Regions from separate parts of the Oryctolagus cuniculus genome. Here region 1 is linked to region 2. Evidence: chromatin contacts called from public Hi-C data. All regions are on one chromosome and are shown on one strand. The core of a region is the stretch at or near the end of the contact, and the rest is flanking DNA. Distances in the headings are between cores, read along the strand shown.

Evidence for each region. A called contact is a pair of places that touch in the nucleus more often than the background predicts.
Region 1: a Hi-C map of embryonic fibroblasts shows a contact between it and region 2, with 1.8 times the contacts expected there. The contact joins two enhancer-like sites. A contact is called at or near these places in 3 of 6 Hi-C or Micro-C datasets (ear pinna, embryonic fibroblasts and skin fibroblasts).

What each region holds. Positions count from the first base shown.
Region 1 is chr4:69,120,853-69,125,052 of mOryCun1.1, reverse strand. No RefSeq gene overlaps it. Among named protein-coding and RNA genes, the nearest start is that of NEPRO, 78 kb to the right of the region's middle. Within about 2 kb of position 2,257, at least 1 of the 8 cell types and tissues checked has an H3K27ac peak or open chromatin away from gene starts, as enhancers often do.
Region 2 is chr4:69,050,159-69,054,581 of mOryCun1.1, reverse strand. No RefSeq gene overlaps it. Among named protein-coding and RNA genes, the nearest start is that of NEPRO, 7.6 kb to the right of the region's middle. Within about 2 kb of position 1,996, at least 1 of the 8 cell types and tissues checked has an H3K27ac peak or open chromatin away from gene starts, as enhancers often do.

The sequences.
Region 1 (4,200 bases), core at 1,008-3,507, 70 kb before region 2:
GCTACAATGCTAGTCCTACTCTCAAACTTTTTTGACTATGGGGAGAACTCCATCAGCAAACATGTACACCACACCTACCGTGTGATGGTTGCCCAACATATTTCCAATCCCTTGGGATGGAAGATGCCTCTGAAATGGGAAGCACCTTTAGAGATTCAGGGGCCACATCCTCAGACACTGTGTAATCACTGGGAAAGTGACTACAGTGGGGAAAAGCCTGTGATGGTGGCATGGCCTGGAGGTCCCTGGATAATTCACGTTCGCATCACAGAGAGTGGGAGGAGAGCTGTAAGGAAGCAACAGGGCCCACCAGAAGATATTTCCAGGCAAAGAACTTCAAAAATGATTTTACAACTGTGGCAGCTCCCTTTGTTCTACTCACAAGGCTGGCCAAGAGCTCAGGCTCACTCTGAAGATGGGAAAGAGGATTTGGAGGGGTTGGACTTGACTCATTTGAGAGGAGTGCTGTCTAAAGGGTCTTCTGTCCCCAAAGTGCTCTGTTGTGGGTATGACACTGAAATTCTCTGGCATCAGGAAGTCACACCCAGACTGGAAAGTCAGGATGCTGGGCTAGAAAGTCTTTTTTTTTTTCCTCCAAGTTTATTTAGTAATTTTTATCAATTTGAAAGACAGAGAGAGAAAGTGAGTTCTTCCAGCTGCTTGCTTGCTCCCCAAATGCTAGCCGGAGCTGGGCCAGGCTGAAGCCAGGAGCCAGGTGCTCCATCTGCATCTCCCAAGTACTCCAGCCATCATCTAAGGGCTCCCAGGGTGCACATTAGCAGGAAGCTGGCTCATAAGTGGAGATGACACTTGAACTAGGCACTGCAATGTGGGAACACAGTTCAGTTCTCTGCGGGTGGCAGAAACTCAGCCACTTTGGCCATCATATGCTGCCTCTCAAGATGCACATTAGCAGAAAGTAGGAATTGGGAGCAGAGCTGGGCATCGAACGTAGGTACCTTAAACAGCATCCTAACCACTAGGCCAAACACCCATCCCTCAACAATAATTTTTTTTATTTGACAGAGTTAGACAGTGAGAGAGAGAGAGACAGAGAGAAAGGTCTTCCTTCTGTTGGTTCACCCCAAAATGGCCACTACAGCCGGAACAACAATGATCCTAAGCCAGGAGCCAGGTTCTTCTTCCTGGTCTCCCATGCGGGTGCAGGGCCTAAGCACTTGGGCCATCCTCCACTGCCCTCCCGGGCTACAGCAGAGAGCTGGACTGGAAGAGGAACAACTGGGACAGAATCTGGTGCTCTGACCGGGACTAGAACAGTGAGCCATGGCGCTGGCCCCTCGACCCCTCGACAATAATTTTTAACTCTACCTTTCTTATCCATTCCTTGGGGAGAAATGACTAAACAAAATAAATTGTATTCTTTGTTTGCAAAACTCTTTTCATTTTTGCAGTGGATTTTTCAGCCAAAATTATTTGCCCTAAAGCTATTTAGTGAATGTCTTAGTTGAAGACGTTACAAAAGACTGCCGACAATTCAAGCTCCTTTTTATGACTGTGCCCATCAGTTGAAATGCTGCTGATACTATACTCATGTACACAAACTTACTCAGACCGGTCTTCAGAAAGATGTAATTTATGATAGTACAGGGCAGCAGCAGGTCACATGGTGAAAAACATGCGCGTACAGAAGAAAACAAAAACAAGTAATTATTTAATTTTGTGAGTCATCCTAATAATACTATGTAATCTGCCAGATACTTTGAGCATCCAACAAAGAGACCGCGGCACTTAGGATAGCATGAGGCATAGTATCATGACCATATTTCCAGTAAAGTCGTTGGTTGTTCATGCCATCCGATAGCCCACCCTTCTTCCAGAACTTCCTATGGAGGAGTCAAGGCCCTCTACTCGTTCCCACCACCATCAGATCAGGGAAAATGACCAAACTGTTGATGAAGTTGGTTTGGGTGATTACTAGGGTGTGCTGTTGCCATCAATCAGCAGCTACAAGAAGCACAACCTCAGTTTTGCCACTTCCACAATGGGGGCTTCTTATCATCTCAGCTGAACACACTAGAATAATGTCAGAATGTTAAAAACAAAAATCTACCAAGCTAGATGTTCTGTGGAAGGGCATGGTACAAAGTACAGCGACTGCTACAGTACCTTAAGAAATGTAAGTCACTCTGGGACCCTAACAGCCTTTATGCAGAAGTCCATGTAAGACTTCGTTTTGAATCTCATCAACGTGTTCCTTGTTTATTGAATGTAAAAAGGACCTTAGTGCTCAACTATTAGCATTCCTAGAGCAAGGCCTAAAACAAAGTATTACAATGAGGTTGCTGTTCAATCATATCGGCAACAGGCTGATCTTTCAGGGTGATTTGTCTTTGCATCTTCTTCCTTCTTTTCCTTCTGGAAACCTGTAACCCCCTCTATCTCTCTCTCTCTCTCTCTTTCTCCCTCTGTGTGTGTGTGTTGTAAGCTCCCATGTACCCTGCCTATTTTCTGCTGGGGACCCAGTGGGCGCAGGTCTCAAGAATACAGAAGCTGTGCCTGTGTTGCCAAGTAAGGCTTTGATTTCCTTTGTTTCCTGCTGCTGGAGCCTCCTTGGCTGATTAAGTCCCAGGCTTCTCCCAGGTTTTGTTGGCCCATGAATGGAGCCTCTTCAGTGCTCACTGGAGTGCGGTGTCATTGATACTTCCTCTGCCTGTCTCCCTCCCTCTCCCAGCCCAGCTGAGCTGATGGATTAATTCTGAGTGTTTGGAAGGCTCACAGGCAGAAATGCAAGCTGGGTAGAAAAGAGGGTTAGGGTTTGATGAGACCACAGAGACCTTCCTCCTCATTTTGTTTAATTGAGCTTAATTGAGGCCCAGGGCAGAGGCAGTTAAGGGCCTGGCCCAAGTCTCACAGTGGGTTAAGGCAGGACTTGACTTCCTGAGTTTTCAACTTTTACTCTTCCTGCTGCAAGCTTTTCTCAGAAGGAAGCCAGCGAGAACTGTTACTCTGCTAAAGAACAATGCTACTGTATTCAGACACAGAACAATGGTGCTGTTTGCAGACCCAGAACAGTGACTGTGTCTAGATCCCAAACAGGGACACTGTGTCTAAGCAGGACAATGACACTCCATCTAGACCCAGAACAGAGACACTGTACCCAGGCCTGGAATATTAACAGTGTATCCTAACAAAAGGATGATGTTATGTCCAGGTACAGGTCAGTAACAGTGTATCTAGACATAAAACAATTACACTGCATCCAAAACCAGAACGACACTGAATCCAGACCCAGAACAGTAACAGTGTGTCTAAATCCAGAACAATGGCAATGGATCCTGACCCAGAACATTGGACCCAGTATCATTGGATCTACAGCAATCTTTCACATTCTTGCAGCAAAGTGAGAGGCAGGATAACTAAAACCATGGATCCTTTTAATAAATAAAAGATATCTTTCTAAATAAATAAAGGAGATTTGGAATACTCTTTTTAAAACACATAGAAGTCTTATTTTTAACTTTATAGTATTAATGGTCTCTGTACTTTTTTAAAGTTTATTTTTATTGTTTGAGAGAGAGAGAGAGAGATTTTCCATCTATTGGCTCACTCCCCCAAATGCTCACAGCAGCTGGGCTAGGCCAGACTGAAGCCAGGAAGTCCATCTTGATCTCCCTTGTGGGTGGCAGGGACTGAAGTACTTGAGCCATTTTCTGCTGCTTCCCAGGGTGCACATTAACAGGAAGTTAGATCAGAAATGGAGCAGGAACTATGAGATGGGATGTGGATGTCCCAAGTGGTGACTTAACCTGCTGCACCACAGGGCCCACCTGTGGAACACTTTCTAATAACAGCCAGAAAACTGCTAATGAGAGCCTTGCTTATTTTTATTTTCCATCCATACCCACCAATCTCACACACATCCCCAAACCCTTGAGTCTGCAGAGTATCTGTCCTCAGCTTGGGAAAAGACTCTGGCTTCTGACAATTTTGCTCTTTAGAAACAACATTTTGTGGGACTCACTACTTCCTGACCACATATATGTTTGCTTGAGTCTTCGCACTAAGATGTCGGCCCCATTTGGACTTTGTTTGTTGAGTAGTGTATCCCTCTCCGTGGCTCATAATGCTATGTCATATTAAGCATTTCAAAAGTAGGATGAATGAATGAATGAATGAAAACTACCTGCTCGTACAGTAGCACCAAGAAGAAACAGAGTGTACCCTTAGCTAGATGGGCGG
Region 2 (4,423 bases), core at 747-3,246:
CATTTTCCAAAGCGGACAGAGGAAGACGGTGATAGAACACACACGTCATTCAGATCCAATAAGACTACTTACTAAAGGCCGCATACTGCTGGTTTGCAAATCTTTGAACTCAAGGAGCATTTTAAAACACTGGAGTTTTGGGCACTGGCATTGTGGTACAGCAGGTTAAGCTGTTGCCTGCAATGCCGACATCCATGAGAGTGCTGATTTGATTCCCTTCTGCTCCACTTCTGCTCCAGCTCCCTGCTAATGCGCCAGGGGAAGCAGTGGAAGATGTCTTAAGTATACCCATGTCACCTATGTGGGAGACCCAGATGGAGTTTCTGCTTTCTGGCTTCAGCCTGGCCCAGCCCTGGCTGCTGTGGCCATTTGGGGAATAAACTAGTATATGAAAGATCTCTCTCTCTCTCTCTCTCTCTCTCTCTCTCTCTCTGTAACTCTGCATTTCAAATAATTTTTTAAAAATCTTTTAAAAAATACTAGAAGTTTTGATTTCACACTTGAGAGGATGACATGGAATCCATTGTTGTCATGGTACTACATTGGCATTGCTATACTGAAGTTCAAGTGCTATAACCGATGCCATGTGCCCATCAATCACAATTTAAAAAGTCAGGCAATACCCCCTGCCCTTCAGCTCAGAAAGTCTATGCCCCATAGCAGTGTTCCAGATAAAACAGAACAATTTGGATTTTCAGAAACATAGTATTTTTTTAGTGTAAGCTTTTCCCAAGCTAAGTTCACTTACCTGAAATTCAAATTTAACTGAACACCTTTTTTTTTTTTTTTTAATTTGCTAAATCTGGCAACGCTATTCCAGAGGTGGAGGATCTTCCATTTGTTCTGTCACCTGCACCAAGAGGGGGCATATCTTGTAACTCTGGAACATTTCAGCTCATGTTGGACTGAAGAAATCACCATCTGGCAGGTTTAGAAAGAGTGTCTAAACTGGATTTTCCAATAGCATGTTGTTCTCAGGTGTGGTACATTCCTTAAGTCTTTTCTTCATCCGGCTAATATTCCTTGAGCATCTAAAATGTTCTAGGTACTCAGGATAAAAGAAAGAACTAAACATGTCTGTTCTCATTGTGCCTTATGCTCATAGGGGAAAATTTTCAATGCTAATTTTATATCTCAGAGTTGTCCTCAATCAGATGTGACTCCATATGTTGCTGGTTTTTACCACACTTTAATACCTTGTCACTATTGGAATGCACCTGCTTACTGCCCTGATCCTGTTTTGTCTTATACTCCTGATGCACAATTCTTGCTATGCCAGCTTCTTTTATAGTAGATTCCATGAGAATAGGTAGCAAGAAAAACTGGTGTACAGAGAAAGCTTTTAGGAGCATGGCTGTCCCAACTTAAGCACTTTTGCTCTTGGCATTCACACATGGATGGATGGGGATCTTGAACCTGCTGCATGTACAGAGACCAGCTTTCTTGACCATTGTAGCCCTCAAAACCAGCATTTGAAAGATTCCAGTAACAACGTCTGGAGCAGAAAGGATGGCTCTTGCTCAGAGCTTGGTTCCGCGGCAGACACTGAAACGTGGCTTGGCTTTGTGCTTTGGCACAGTTCCAGGGTGTTATGTTCCATTAGGGGCCCTGTGGGAGGAGGCACTGGTACCTTTTCAGAAAGCAGCCAAATCAGGCACAGACTTGCTGGCAGCCCAGCCCGGAGCGCAGGGATCTTACTGATCCATGCCCAGCTCTCAGGAGGTAACTGGCGAGAGAAAAGAAAGCAAAACAAGCAACCAAATCCCTACACACCTTATAAATTTGACTTCGAAATTTTGCCTTAAGGCTGTCAAAGAATAGAAATCATTTCATTTTCTCCAATTCTTGGGCGCTTAGTCTTCACTGGAGAGAAAATACATCCAATTATCAGATTATCAACTCTGTGTGTGTGTGTGTGTGTGTGTGTGTCTAGCCGACCCTGGAATCCCAAATCTGCTCCTTGAAAATCAATTTGGGTTAGGCCAGAATGGCCCAAAGCTTGGTCCTTGGGTCACAAGATCGGCCTCTTGGGGGGGAGGGGTGTCATGTGCCTCTGCTTTGACTGCGAGGTGTTCCTTTGATTATGTGTCTCTCCTCTGCCGGGCACAAATCGACTAGTCTCCACTGTGTCTGAGGTTGTGGAGCTGTGATTCTGTGGCAAGAAAGAACGCACATGAGATTCCTGTGCATGGCTTGTAACTGAAGTTGGCACCACCAACTCACAGCCGGTGATCCAGGCATAGCCTCTTACTGCCCTCTGGTGGAAAGGAGGGGTATTGAATAAGCCATAGCTACTTTTGACTTCTCAAGACTAAGCCATTAAAGTGTCAGTGAAGTCGGCGCTGCCGCTCAATAGGCTAATCCTCCGCCTGTGGCGCAGGCACACTGGGTTCTAGTCCTGGTCGGGGCTCCAGATTTTGTCCCATTTTATCCTCTTTCAGTCCAGCTCTCTGGCCCGGGAGTCCAGTGGAGGATGGCCCAGGTCCTTGGGCCCTGCACCCTTCTCCTAGGAGACCAGGAGAAGCACCTGGCTCCTGCTTTTGGATCAGTGCAGTGCGACAGCCGTAGCGGCCACTGGGGGTGAACCAACGGAAAAAGGAAGACCTTTCTCTCTGTCTCTCTGTCTCTCTCACTGTCCACTCTGCCTGTCAAAAAAAAAAAAAAAGTGCAGGGGTAACACTAAAATGTTCATCTAAAGGTTGTACAATCAATATACAGTAAATTAATGGAGTTTGAATGTAAGGGACACATTAAGTGAATAGAATGAAATCAAATTCTGCAATAGTCTGACTCCTCAGCAACAGGCACCTTATTTATTTTAAGGTTTATCTAATTTATTTGAAAGGTAGAGTTACAGAGAGAGAGAGAGAGAGAGCTTCTATCAGCTGGTTCACTCCCAAAATGGCCTCAACAGCTGGGGCTGGTCCAGACTGAAGCCAAGAACCAAGAGCTTTGTCCGAGTTTCCCACATGAGTAGCAGGGGCCCAAGCACTTCCCCAGGCCATAGCAGAGAGCTGGATCAGAAGAGGAGCAGCCAGGACAGGAACCGGTGCCCATATGGGATGCCAGTGCCTCAGGTGTTGGTTTTACCCATTATGCCACCGTGCCAGCCCTGGGCACTTTATTTTTTAAAACACATTTCAATTTCTTTTTAAAATTTTAATTTAGCAACACAGAGAGATACAGACAGAGAGATTGATCTCAAACCTACTGATTCACTCCCCAAATGCCTGCAACCCTGGGCGTCAGAAATGCAGTCTGCGTCTCCCACCGGGGTGGCAGGGATCCAGCTACTTGAGCCACCACAGCTGCCTCCCACAGTGCACACTGGCAGGAAGCTGACTGAGGAGGAGAAGCTGAGACTTGAACCCGGGCCCTCTAAAATGAAAGGCAGGTGTCTCGGCCTGTACCTTAACTGCTATGCCAAACGCCTTTCAAATAAATAAAATGAATCTTAAAAAAAAAAAGGAAACCCACATTTTCTTTTGAAATATAATTTGCAAACCAAAGTATTGAGCAGATAGCCTCACTTGCATTGGGGGGCCTCTCAGAAGGTCTGATCTCCCTAGCACAGGTAATCTAAGTCACTCCCTTTTTCTGTTTGCTGGGCACTTCATTTTTTGTTTCTCTCTCCAAAACCTTTCTTTTCTTCAACTATCATCTCCTGTATCTTGAGTTGATTATGAGATTCTTGTCTTTAAACATTTCCAGAAAGTCAGAATCAGTATTTGACCCAGGAAAATTGAAATTCTTTTTTTTAAAGATTTTATTTATTTATTTTAGAGATAGAGTTACAGACAGTGAGAGGGAGAGACAGAGGGAAAGGTCTTCCTTCTGGTGGTTCACTCTCTAAATGGCTACAATGGTTGGAGTTGCACTGATCTGAAGCCAGGAACCAGGTGCTTCTTCCTGGTCTCCCACGTGGGAGTAGGGGCCCAAGGACGTGGGCCATCTTCCACTGATTTCCCAGGCCACAGAAGAGAGCTGGATGGGAAGAGGAGCAGCTGGGACTAGAACTGGCACCCATATGGGATGCCAGTGCCATAGGCAGAGGATTAACCTAAAGCGCCACAGTGCCAGCCATGGAAAATTGAAATTCTTAAGCACTCTAGATTTTAGCTAGGATTTGTACCTGTTCTTCTAGAAATTCCAAAACCAAACTCATTTCAGAAATCCAAGTGAAATATCTCAGACTCAGAACTCCTGAGAGGGCCTCCAGGCAAGTGAGGCTATCTCCCAATACTTTTTGCAAATTACATTGCAAAACAAAATGCAGTTTTTTTTAAAAAAATATTTGTTTCATTTATTTGAAAGACAGTTATGGAGAGGTAGGGGCAGAGAGAGGTCTTCCATCTGCTGGTTCACTCCTCTAACGGCTGCAACAGCCTGAGCAGAGCCAATCCGAAGCCAGGAGCCAGGAGCT